Linked DNA regions of Sus scrofa: region 2 is linked to region 1. A link is a contact called in public HiChIP or PLAC-seq data. All regions are on one chromosome and are shown on one strand. Each heading gives the region's core, a stretch centred on a gene start, on an enhancer-like site or on the middle of the called end of the contact. The rest is flanking DNA. Distances are from core to core; before and after follow the strand shown. Region 1 holds the start of LOC100513346 (coronin-7). Region 2 holds the start of TFAP4 (transcription factor AP-4).

Evidence for each region. HiChIP or PLAC-seq counts read pairs in DNA pulled down with a chosen protein or histone mark.
Region 2: a contact with region 1 is called in an H3K27ac HiChIP or PLAC-seq map of skeletal muscle. The contact joins the promoter of TFAP4 here to the promoter of LOC100513346 in region 1. A contact is called at or near these places in 1 of 5 promoter capture datasets (liver), 20 of 47 Hi-C or Micro-C datasets (alveolar macrophages, blood, embryonic fibroblasts and 12 more) and 2 of 2 datasets of contacts at active chromatin or transcription factors (alveolar macrophages and skeletal muscle).

What each region holds. Positions count from the first base shown.
Region 1 is chr3:37,924,639-37,931,016 of Sscrofa11.1, reverse strand. It overlaps LOC100513346 (coronin-7), which reads right to left and starts at 2,915. Exons shown (of 31, transcript XM_021086695.1): 1 at 2,742-2,915; 2 at 220-316. The coding sequence starts at 2,801.
Region 2 is chr3:38,039,906-38,046,283 of Sscrofa11.1, reverse strand. TFAP4 (transcription factor AP-4) reads right to left here and starts at 2,549. Exons shown (of 8, transcript XM_021086701.1): 1 at 2,329-2,549; 2 at 1,100-1,241.

The sequences.
Region 1 (6,378 bases), core at 1,666-4,165:
GGCCAGTCTTGAAGATCACAGCCAACACGGTTTACACAACGTGTGCACTAATCAAAGTCCATCCGCCTACTGCACACTGACCAGTTCCGCAGGTCTGAGCCCCAAAAGGCCCCCTTCTGAGCCTCTGGCCTACAATGAGCCTGCCAGAAGAGAGGTGACCTAGTCACCTCTACTAGGGCAACAAGGTCGGGATCTCCACAACCTTGGGCATCTCCCTACCTGGGCGGTCAGAGATGAATGCAATCAAGCTGCAACTGGATTTGATGTGGTTCCCACACGAGGGGGCAGTTCCCGCTCGGATGTCACTGATCCAGGCCTGAAAATAAAGGACAAAAAAATGCACTGACCAGGGCTCTACCTGAAGCAGGGAGGAGAGCACAGGGCATAATCCAGGGAACTCGGCTTTAAAGCTACACCATTAGAAATGCATTCCTTTGGCTTGAACCCTAGCCCTGCTCACCCAATCACTGAGAAAATACAAAATGTCCTTGAAGCAATAACCTGTCATAAAGGGTTTGACTTTGCTTATTAAGCAAGTTCTATAATAAGGGGGAGGGAGCTGTCAGAGGAAGTTCAGGCTGAAGGAAATCAAGAAGCTAATTGGGCAGTGCGGGTATTGGGAGGGGGAGGGGGATTCTGCAAAAGTGAGAGAGAAGCCAAGAAAGGAGAAGTGAGCACCTAAGAAGACAGACTTGATTTCCTCCGCTGCATGTTGAAGGCCCCCGCCAGGGACGGAGTCTCCTCCCAGCCCCAGGAGAGAATGCCCAAGCTCAGAGGGAAAATAAAGGCCTTTCCATGAAGTCCCACAGACGGGTGAACGATGCACCCCCATGAAAAGGCAATAATGTTAACTACGCACCACGTGCAGGAGCAGAGGGACCCTTTCTCCTAATGCTTTCTGTTGGTATCTGAGCAGCACCCGGCCCTGCCACTCCGAATCGAGCACCCGCTTTTCCCAGCCCGCCCACCTACAGAGTCCCAGAAACCACCCCCAGCCCCCAAGTCTCTATTTCAACGTTCACCTGCCGCGTTAGTCTTCCCTCCCGCTTCGTGTTTACTGTACAAACAGAGGCAAAGGAAATCTCTTTGAAAAGAAGAACAGATCACCTGCTCTCCCAGCTCCCTGACATTGAAACTATTTTAAGCTCTCCCTGTAATCCTTAGTTCCATGCCTGTCCGTTTACCTTGCTGGACTGAGGCCCACCCGGGAGCAAGCCCCAGGGCCAGACCTCTGCAAGCAGAACTTAGCTGCCTCAGAGAGGCGGGCTTAAAGCAAACGCCAGAACCTCTCCACCACCCCCCACTTCAAGCTTTCAATGACTTCCCATCGCACTCAGAATAAACCCCAGCTTCCTGTGGCCCTCCGGCTCTGCAGGACCACGACCGCTATGGACTCAGCGGACGCCATCCACCCTGGCCCACTCTCCTTCCTCCACCAGGCTCTTTCTCACCATTCCTCCCATGGCTGGCTTCTTCTCACCCTTCCTGCCTTAGCTTAAATGTCACTTCCTTCCAGGAGCCTTCGTGAACCACCGGATGGACGTTAACCCCACCTCTAGGTTCATCTCCATTTTCAGGCTAGCCTCATGTGTGTTCTTCAGCGCAATTTTTATTTTATTTTATTTTATTTTTTTGGTGGTTGCACCCATGGGACGCAGAAGTTCACAGGCCAGGGATCAAATCTATGCCACAGCTGTAATCAGAACCACAGCAGTGACAATGCTGGATCCTTAACCCGCTGAGCCACCAGGGAACTCCCCCAATGCACTTATTAAAAGCTGCATCGCCCTTGCATGTCTGTCTGCTTGCTGGCTGTCTCCCTCATGAAACTGTAAGCACCACAGAGGAAGGGAAATGCTGCTGTGTTCACCACTGCGGTTTCAGCAGCTGGACACTGCACATGGGACGCGCCCAGGAAATACTGCCCAGAGAATAAAAGCCAGACTTCTGCTGCAGGCTACTTTGATGTGCGATGGCCCCAGAGGGGGTCCCCAGAGGTCAGTTCCTTGGCCATTTATTGGAAGACCTTTCTTCCCAGTCCTTTCAAATAATGTTTCACTGCAGACTAGGGCTGGTATCATCTCTGAAGCAAGTCCTTCATCAGGCTTGCTGCCCTTCTAGGGATTCGAGGTGCCCACCACCACCTGGTTCAGCTCTTCCTCTGGGCTCCACCTGCTGGGGTTTCCCCAGGCCCCACCCAGCCCTTGGCAGCATCACCCCTAGTAAGGGAAGAGCTCTGGCCAGCCACGAGAGGAAGCGCCGAGGAAGCGCCGGCGGAAACCCGAGGGAGGGGCGCGCCTCTGGCCGAGGAGCTCCCCTTCTCCAGCAGACACACCCAGACTAGCCGAGGCCAAGGCAGAAAAGGGCATCTCTCTCACACCCAGGCCCAGGGCACGGGCGATCTGGGCGTCAGGAAGGAGGAGCCGTGGCTTCGGGTCGAGGCCGACCGGAAGCCGGGAAAGCAGGCTGCCTCGTAGGCCTCAGGCCTCAGCCCCGCCAGGCGGGCTGCACCGCCTCGGGGGTCCCTGGGGCAAGGCATCCGGGCCAGCAGACCGCGAGGCTCATTCAGAATGTAGAGTGTCCCAAGAACGCCAGGCTCTGACTGCCGGGCGGCAACCGGACGGCCCAGACGCTGGCCCGGGCCTGAAGGGGGCGCCCCGGGTCAGGCAGGCTCCGGGGGTCCCTTGCAGGGCCAGGGGAGGGGGAGCCGCCAGGCAAGGGGCGACAGCATCCAGGCTCACCTCCCGGCGGGGCGGCCGAGCTTCCGTGTGCCGAAACTTGGACACCTTGAAGCGGTTCATGGCTGCTAGGACCGCGGCGGGCGCAGCTTCGAGGACTCGGGCGTAGGCTCTCAGGTGCACTGCAAGCAGCCGCGACTCCCGCCGCCTCCGGCCCCACCCGCAGCCAGACGCTCGCGGCCACGCCCGGACGAGCCCCAGGCCAATCGCAGCCCACTCCGGCCCGCCGGACCACGCCCCCAGCCTCTCTCCCTCCGCGCGCAGGCCGAAGGCCCCGCCCATCTACCAATCGCCGCTCGGCTGCCTCCCGCGGCCACGCCCCAGTACCCAAAGACTTGCGGCGCGGGCGGGGAGGTCACGTGCGGCGCGCTGTCCGCCCCCGGCCCAGCAGGGCGTACCGGAATGGGGGCTGCAGCTGTGAGTTTGTGTGCAGCGATTTGCACCGGGAGGCTTTCGAGTGTGTGTGCGGGGCATGCCCTTCCCAGGGAGGAGAGGGCAAAAATGAATTAGCTACATTTCAGAGAAGGCTTTTAGGGAGAGAGGCACCGTTGGCCCAGGTCACACTTGAACGTGGCAGCGAAGGGGAGCCCAGGTCTGATGCACATCCTTGTCTGTGGGGCCTAGTCTAAAGGCTCCGCATACCACCCACTCTTAGATCAGGCGGTCTCGGTGAGAGCGGGGATGGGGCCTTCAGCGTCCCCTTATTAGGGCAAGTCTTTGCTGCAGGCCTTGGGCTTGATGGGGCTAGCCTCCTCGCAGGAAATCAGTCAATTACAGATAAGCAGAAAGAGCGAAAGATAAGGGCTGTGGAGAATCTCTTAAATAGCAGATATGCCCAACCGGCGCTGCTTGCTTTGTCCCTGGACAAATCTGAAGAGAAGACAGCAAGTTCATTCCACCTGGGGCCATTTGTTCCACAATCATTTCTCATCACTTTGAAAACTGACTCTGTGACTCCAGAATGTGCTTTCTGCTGAGAACAGACAGAAAACACCTGCTCGGGCGTGTCTGGAAAAGGGACTTTGATCCGAGGAATGCAAATGATTGGTCTCAATGGCCAGCTGCTGTGAAAATTCACCTTCTTCAGCTTGCTGCAGAAAACAGCCTCAACCCAGGCAGTGTACCTAGAGGGCAATTCTGAAGGTTTGGCCTGGTGGTGAGCGCGAATGGGCCCCAAAATGCAAGGTCTTTTCTCCAGGTAAACTGGGACGACACAGAGGCCACTTATTTGAGTGAAGAGCGACTTTGATCTCTGTAAGTTTAAAAAGAGATGTCAGCAGAGGTGACTGAGGCCTGTGATTTGGAATTGTAAGCAGTCTGGCAGCCACTGAGTGCAGCATCCTCTTCAGACTGGAACTCCAGCAGCTTTGGAAAAGGCACCATCAGTGTGGTCTTGAGGTGGTTATGGTGTTCAATTACTGCAGATAATGCTTTTGGTCTGTTTGTTTGTTTGTTTTCCTAATTGTGGCCAAAAAAAAAAAAACCATAAAATTATTTTAACTTTTTTTTTTTTCTTTTTTAATGGCTGCACCTGCAGCATATGGAAGTTCCTGGGCCAGGGATCAAATCCAAGCCACAGCTGCAACCTACAGGGATCCTGCAATGTTAGATCCTTAACCCACTGCTCTGGGCCTAGGACTGAACTGGTGCCTTCACAGAGACAAGCCAGGTCATTAACCCACTCTGCCACAGTGCAGAGATGCTGATGATCCTGTTGTGCCACAGCAGAAACTCCTACAGATATGTTTTAAAAATTGGAAAGCTTTGGAGTTCCCACTGTGGCTCAGTGGGTTAAGAACCTGACTGGTATCCATGAGGATGTGGGTTGGATCTCTGGCCTTGCTCAGCTGGTTAAGGATCCAGCATTGCCATGAGCTGTAGCATAGTTTGTACGTGCAGCTTGGATCAGGCCTTGCTGTGGCTGTGGTATAGGCCATCAGCTGCAGCTCTGATTCAACCCTTTTGCTGGGAACTTCCACTTCTACAGCTGCAGCCTTAAAAGGAAAAAAATTATTTTTTTTAATTGGGAAGCTTCGGAGTCCCATCGTGGTACGGCGGAAACAAATCCAACTAAGAACCATGAGGTTGCAGGTTCGATCCCTGGCCTTGCTCAGTGGGTTAAGGATCCAGTGTTGCCATGAGCTGTGGTGTAGGTCGCAGGTGTGGCTTGGATCTGGCGTTGCTGTGGCTGTGGCATAGACCGGCAGCTGTAGCTCCGATTAAACCCCCAGCCTGGGAACCTCCATATGCTGTGGGTGAGGCCCTAAAAAGAAAAAAGAAAAAAAAATGGGAAGCTCCCCTTCACGGCTCAGCAGTTAACAAGCCCGGATAATATTCATGAAGATGCAGGTTCAATCCCTGGCCTTGCTCAGTGGGTTAAGGATCTGGCATGTGGTGAACTGTGGTGTAGGTCGCAGATGCGGCTCGGATCCTGTGTTGCTGTGGCTGTGGCGTAGGCTGGCAGCTGTAGCTCTGATACAACCCCTAGCCTGGGAACTGCATATGCCACAGATGCAGCCCTAAAAAAGCAAACAAAAATAAAAATGAAAAACTGGGAAGCTTCAAGGAAGTTTGGATTTCAACATCTCTTGCAAAATGGAAGGATGCAGCAACACTACATCTCCACATAGCTCACAGGGGCTGGCGGAGTTCCCTGGTGGCTGGCAGTTATTCAGCATTGTCACTTCTGCGCTGTTCGTTCAATCCCTGGCCTGGAAAGTTCCGCATGCCAAGGGCATGGCCAAAAAAAAAAAAGATGACACTTCTCTACTCTGAAAGTCAGATCAAAATGTGGATCAAATTTCAGTAAAGGGAGTGTCTTGTTAGTTTGGTGCCTGGAGGGATGATTTCGATTTCTCAGGTCCTATTTCCAAGGGTAATTAATAATGAACAAGAGGAGTTCCCTAGTGGCTCAGTGGGTTAAGGATCCTGCAGTCTTACTGACTTGGCTCAGGTCAGTGCTGTGGCCCCTGCTTGAGCCCTGGACCCAGAACTTCTGCATGCTTCAGGTGTGGCCAAAATAGTTAAAATTAGGAGTTCCCATCATGGCGCAGCAGAAATGAATCCGACTAGGAACCATGAGGTCACGGGTTCGATCCCTGGCCTCGCTCAGTGGGTCTAGGATTCGGTATTGCCGCGAGCTGTGGTATAGGTCACAGACGTGGCTCAGATCTGGCATTCCTGTGGCTGTGGTGCGGAGTGGCACTACAGCTCCAATTGGACCCCTAGCCGGGGAACCTCCATCTGCTGCAGGTATAGCCCTAAAGAGACAAACAAACAAACAAAAAAAAATTTTTAAATAGCATAATAGCAAATAAGAATTTGGGAGTCCAATATAGTGAAGTCCTCATTCAAGAAAACTCGAAACACTTCCTGTAACTTAAGGAAGGGACATCAGCAGAAAGAAAAACGAGCAAGAAGAAAGCAAAAAATCCACACCTGAAAAAACTGAAGAGCCTTAGGATGATGTGTCTTTATTTTAACTGTGATGCCAAAGAAAAGAAGTTTCCAGGAGTTCCCATCATGGCTCAGCGGAAATGAATCTGACTAACATCCATGAGGACGCAGGTGCAATCCCTGGCCTCTCTCAGTGGGTTAAGGATCCAGCGTTGCCATAAGCTGTGGTGTAGGTTATAGACGC
Region 2 (6,378 bases), core at 1,300-3,799, 120 kb before region 1:
GGCCAGCTCTCTCTGGTCAATGCCCTGCTTCAGCAGCACAAGAAGTCACCAAACTCCAGCTGTTTTCCTTTCCCAGGAGGCTCCATACACCACTTAGTCCAACCCCTTCTCCCTACCCCCCCCCAACTCCTAAACTGTTCTCTGTGCCCTTGGAGCCCTCTGAGAGTGCTCAGCAAAACCCCTCTGGTCCTAGGCCCCTGACTTTCCCCCTCATCTTTTTGCTCTAAATTAGGCCTCAGCAAACTGCCTGGAAGGGACATAAAAGTTATTTCTATTAGCTTCCTATTGCTACTGTAACAAATTACCGCAAACTAAGTGGCTTAAAACAACACACATTTATTATCAGGAGGTCAGAAGTCCAAATGGGTTATATCTGGCTAAAATCCAGTTGTCAGTAGGGCTGCATTCCTTCAGAAGGTTCTGGGGGGAACCCATTTCCTCACCTTTCCCAGGTTCTAGAGGCTGCCTGTACCCCCTGGCTCCTGGTCCCTCCCGCCTCTCCAAAGCACAGCACTGCAGCTTCTGCTCCTGCCATCACAGCTCCTCTGACCCTGACCTCCCATCTCCCTTGAACGATGACCTTGGGCCCAAGCAGATAATGCAGAATAATTTCTTCATCTCAAGATCCTTGACTTGGTTATATCCTCAAAGCCCCTTTGGCCCTGGAAGGTAACCGATTCACGGGTTCTGGGGATTAGCACATGCACGTCTTGGGGGCCATTTTTCTGTCTACCATGCTATTCTTTTTTTTTTTTTTTTTTTAATCTTGTCTTTTTAGGGCCGTACCTGCAGCATATGGAGGTCCCCAGGCTAGGGGATGAATCGGAGCTGTAGCCGCCAGCCTACACCACAGCCACAGCAACACCGGATCCTTAACCCACTAAGTGAGGCCAGGGATCGAACTCGAGTCGTCATGGATACTAGTCGGATTCGTTACCGCTGAGCCACTTCAGGAACTCCCTACCATGCCATTCTTAGTTCACTGGCCCACGCAAAACCTGGCAGAGGTTACCATATGCCCCCTCACTTCCACTCCTAGTTACATATCCAGAAGAGTGAAAATAGAGACGGAGACAAATAATTGTATGCTATTACTCACAGCAACGTTATTCTCAATAGCCAGAAGGTGAAAACTGGAGCTTCTGCCGTGACACCACAGGATCGGCAGTGTCTCTGAAGCGCTGGCAACTCCTTAAGTTGTAAGGTGTCCTATAGCATGCGTGAACCTTGAAAACGCGATGCTAGGTGAGAGAAGCCAGATACAAAAAGTCACATGTTGTCTGATTCCACTTACATGAAACGTCTAGAACAGGCAAGTACATCGAGGCAGAAAGTAGAGTAGAGAGTCTACCAGAGGCTGGCGGGAGGGCAAATGTGGCAGGTTATTGCTCAATGGATATGGAGTTCCTGTTTAAGTTGATGGAAATGTTTGGAAATAGTGGTGATGGTTGCACAACATTGGGAATGTAATTAACACGATTGAATTGTACACTGGAAAATGGCACATTTGGGGAGTTCCCGTTGTGGCTCAGTGGTAACCAACCTGACTAGCATCCATGAGGATGAGGGTTCAGTCCCTGGCCTTGCTCACTGGGTTAAGGATTCAGTGTGGCCGGGAGCTGTGATGTAGGTCACAGAAGAAGCTTAGATCCCACATTGCTGTGGCTGTGGTGTAGGCCGGCAGCTGCAGCTCTGATTCAACCCCTACTCTGGGAATGTCCATATGCCAAGGATGCGAGCCTAAAAAAACAAAAAAATAAATAAATTTAAAAATGGCTTTTCTGACCCTAAAGATGTCCAGAAATCACAGGACCACCGACAGAGGGTTACAGAGCTCCTCTCTGCAGCCAAAGTGGGATGTGGCTGCTCTGAAAACGCCATCAGGACAGCCCTTCTCAGACATACACATGGCCTCATTCAAGGCTCGTTGGAAACTCAGGTGAGAGGCAGGAAACCTAAGAACATGGATTTAAACTACAGTCTGGTGGAGGCCGCTGTGGGTTGGGGAGGAGGGATGGGTTTTTCTTGTTTTTAAACTTTTCTCCTACATGTGTGTCTAGCATACTGTTCTCTTTAGATAGACAATGTTTTCTTTGCTTTGGGCGGGGGGGTTGTGTTTTTAGGGCTGCACCTGCATATGGAGGTTCCCACGTTAGGGGTCGAATCAGAGCTGCAGCTGCCAGCCTACACCACAGCCACAGCAATGCGGGATCCGAGCCACATCTGCGACCTAAACACCACAGCTCACAGAAACGCTGGATCCTTAACCCACTGAGCGAGGCCAGGGATTGAACCCGCAGCCTCATAGATACTAGTCGGATTTCTTACCGCTGCGCCATGATGGGAACTCCTGGATAGGCAGTGTTGATGGTCATTTCCCGTTGCTGCAAAACAAATGTCCACAAACTTACTGGCTTGAAACCGCACCATGTATCCATCTCATGCGCAGTTCAGGCCTCAGAAGGCCAGGCGTGGTGTGCCTGGGCTCGGGGCGCACAGTCCCACAGGGTGAGATCAATACAGTCTCATTAGGGGCTTCCAGCCTCTCCCAACCTCCCCGGGTCTCAGCAGGATTCAGTTCCTTGCGGCAGCAGGACTGAGGGCCCGTTGTCTTGCTGGCTGTTGGCTGGGGTCCGTTCTCAGCTCCGAAAGGCCATCCTCAGGTCCTTGTCCTAGGGCACCTCCATCTGAGTGTCCCACACATGGCCTCCCCCTCTCGCTCTGAATCTCTTCCCGCCTTTTCCGCAGCAGCAGCAGAAAGCTCTGCCTTTCCGGGGCCTGTGTGAGTAGATCAGGGCCGCCTGGACAACCTCTCGAAAGGGCAGCTGCACCAAGTAAGAACATCATCACAGGAACGACATATTTATTCAGATGCCACCCACCCTCTTTCGTCTTTTCTTTTTTTTTAGGGCCACACCCGTGGCATATGGAGGTTCCCAGGCTAGGGGGCCAGTTGGAGCTGTAGCTGCCGACCTACACCACAGCCACAGCAATGCCGGATCCTTAACCCACTGAGCGAGGCCAGGGATTGAACCCATGTCCTCGTGGATACTAGTCAGGTATCCAGATTCTGCCCACTATCAATGAGAGGGAGTCCACGAGGGCAAAGGTCACTGGGGGGGGGTCATAGGAGAATTCTGCTCCCACAGATGGGGGAACCTGAAGGAGGTGAGAGAAAGCTAATGAACTTCCCCAAGGACGTACAGAGAATTGGAGATGGGGCCTGAAAAGAAGTCTAGGGCCTCAAACTTAATTTGAGGACTTTTCCTCTACGCAAATATGCCAGGAGCGGGGGATGGACGAACCTGATGGCCTTTTCAGCCCTGGTTGGTCTTTGAGGTCCCAGCCTGCTTGGGGGCAGTGGGGGTGGGGGTAGGGGTGGTGTGTATCCCAGCTGTTGGAGCAGAGAGGAGACTCCAGAGAACCAAAAAGCCTCTGCCCAGGAGAGTATCCTGAATGCTCCTAGAAAGGCAGAATGGGGGTCAGACGCCTCTGATGGGTTTGGAGCAAACCTCATTATCTGGCAATGCCCTGGTCCCTTTTCCTACCCTAGTCTCAAGGAGACCTCTGGCCACCAAGGCTGGGATCCCCAACCACTAGGGGGCGCCCGACACACGCCATGTTTTTGTGCAAGCTGAGCCTGAACAGGATTGGGGAACCCAAGGCAGGTATTGGGGTAGAAGGCTGATGGCACACCTCCCCACAGCCCCACAGCCCTGCAGATCCCAAGGCACCAGGCTTGTCTGGTTGCCCACATACCCTGACCCCCCCAACAGATGCCCACTTCCTTGTAATAACTGAGTCTGGTTCACTTTGCTCACAAGCAAGTCCTTCGAAAGGGGAAGGGAGTCCCCCTGTGACATGTCTCCTTTCCCCCCGACTTTGTTCCCACACCCCCAGGTTTCCAGGCCTGAGGCTGAAGCCCACAGGGAGGGCTCCTGCCCTTCCCTCCCCTCCACCAGCTCACCCTGTCCTGGGCCCCCCAAGGAAACGTCCCTCTGCTTTTCAACACCAGGTCATCGGCTTCGACTGGGTGCACCCCCTTTATAAAAACTCAGCAAATGGCCACCTAGCTGGACTGTTTTGGTTTTAGACAGAAATGGCTGTCTGACCACTTCCTCTGTTCAATGTAAGCAGACGGGGCGGCTATAGCAACCCCACCAGGCAGACTAGGACCCTGGGACTGCAGAGCAGTAAAGGGGGGACCTGACGTCCAGCCTGGGCCCTTCCCACCAGGAGCGCAGGGGGAGCCCTGAGGCCCCGATCCCTATCAGGGGAGTCAGTCGGCCAAGCCACCAAGGGGGTGTGGCCGGAGAGGCTGAAGGCTCAGCATCTGGGGTTCGGGAGGGAGTAGGAAGAGGACAACTGGGGTGCTGCTGAGCCTGGAAAGGCTGTCCAGTGTCCCCTGGGCAGCTGGCTCCCCGCCCCCCAGGGGAGTGGACAGGGTCGGGGAGAGAAGGCAGGATGTGCACTCCCAGCTAAGGATGGAACAGGTGGGCTGGCCCAGCCAGGCCAGCACATGGGCAGAGGCCCCCTCTGATGGGAAAGCAGAACTGGGGGGACCGCAAGGTGCGGGGGGGGAGTTGCTCTTCCTGGGGAGGGGGCTCCAAGCCCCAGCGTGTCAGGAGGCACATGTGTATGGGTTCGAGAGCTCTGGGCCACCATGTGCCAGATGCTACTCTGGCAACGTTTCCTGCATTCCCCGTTTTCATTCTCAAAACAGGCCCCTAAGTCTTCGTATACCCCAGGGACTTGCCAAGGTCATGTGGCCAGTCTGTGCCAGTGCTTGTCTCCCTTCGAGCTCTTCAATGGCCTGTCCTGCTGCCCCCAGAACAGCTTCCAGGCTGAGAACTCACCTGGCCCTGGAGGCCCAGCCCTGCCCAGGTAAGGCCAGGTGCACGAGGGGAGCTGAGGGATGTGGAGGGGGAAAAAGGACAAGGTCAGCTTCACGATGGTATGGAACCCAGGCTCTGAGGTTGACTGTTGGTGCCCAGACCGCCCAGGGAAGGAACAAGACCTGGGAGTCTGGGAAAGCTTTGGCTTCAAGTTTGGGCGGACGGGCTGGGGCGGGGGCCAGGGCGGGGGGGGGAGTGTGTGGAAAGAGGGGAACTGGGCTGCAGCAAAGGCCAGTTTCAGCATGGCTTGCTCCTCCCTCAACACCCCTGGACCCCGAGACCACTTGCGGCCGAGCTGCTCCCGCCAGCACACGGGGGGTTAACATCTGTCTGGAGCAGTGACCACAGCAGCAGCAGCCTGCGATGCCAGTAACTCAGAAGCTGAAATGTGAGAAGCAAGAGGAGAGGGGCAGGGCTGGGAAAGGCTGAGCAGCAGGAGAGAGAGTTTCCCTGGCAGCAGCCTGCAGCCGGGCTCCAGCAGCCAGAGCAGTCCCTCCCATCCTTGGCCCACGTCCCCTCCTGCCTCCGGCTGTGGCTGTGGCACCCACGCAGGGTGGCCCACGGTCACGACCAGCATCCAAACCCTCGGGCCACGGTGCAGCAGGTCGGGGCTGCAGTTCTGGGGAAGGGGTGAAGGGCGTGCCCAGGCGGCCAGCAGAGAAGCGTGGGGCCCTGCCCGGCTCTGCCGGAAGCGCTGGGTGGGGAGCCGGCAGAGGGCAGAGCGGGGAGGAGGACGGGAGGTCCCTTGGGGCCCCGACCTCAGAGGCCTGGCCTTGACTTCCCCCTCCTTGGGCAGAACTGAGTCATGGGAGCCTCCAGCTGCTCCAGAGGCAGGGAGACAAAGCTCCCTGGCCCCTCCCCGGGCTACGCAGCCTGCCTGTGCGCTGAGGACCGCGGCTTCCAGTGCCTGGGAGTGTGTGTGAGGCGCTGGGCACCACGGGAGCCCCTCACCACTCCCCGCCCTTCATCAGCACCCCCCAACACCGTACCTCAGAGCATCTGCAGGTATCACTGTGACCCCCACACAGATGAGCAAACACAAGCTCAGAGAGATTCAGAAATTTGTCCGAAGTCACACAGCCCGAGAGGCAAAGCTGATGTGACCTCCGGGCTTGTTTGACAGCAATTAACCCGCCGTGCCTCGCGCCGGGCCGGCGAGAGGAGCAAAGTCCGCCGGCAGGTGACCCAGGGCTGTGTGCCAAGTCCAAGAAGGCAAGAGATGAAAGGTGGCCCGGGAGCCCCAGGAAAGATGCTGCAGGTGAGGTTTGGGGCTCAGGAACCCGAGAGGTGGTACAGGCTGGGAGCAGCATCCAGAGGGAGCCAGAGAAGGTCTGGTCCTGCACTGCTCGTGGAGGAGGACTCGATGGCAGGCAGGAGGGACCTCCCGTAACCCCTTAAGATGCATCCCCTGGAGCCACAGTGTCACCCCCGAGCAGGTGACCCACTCACCTTGACAGATCAAGGGCACTTCTGGGGCGTGATG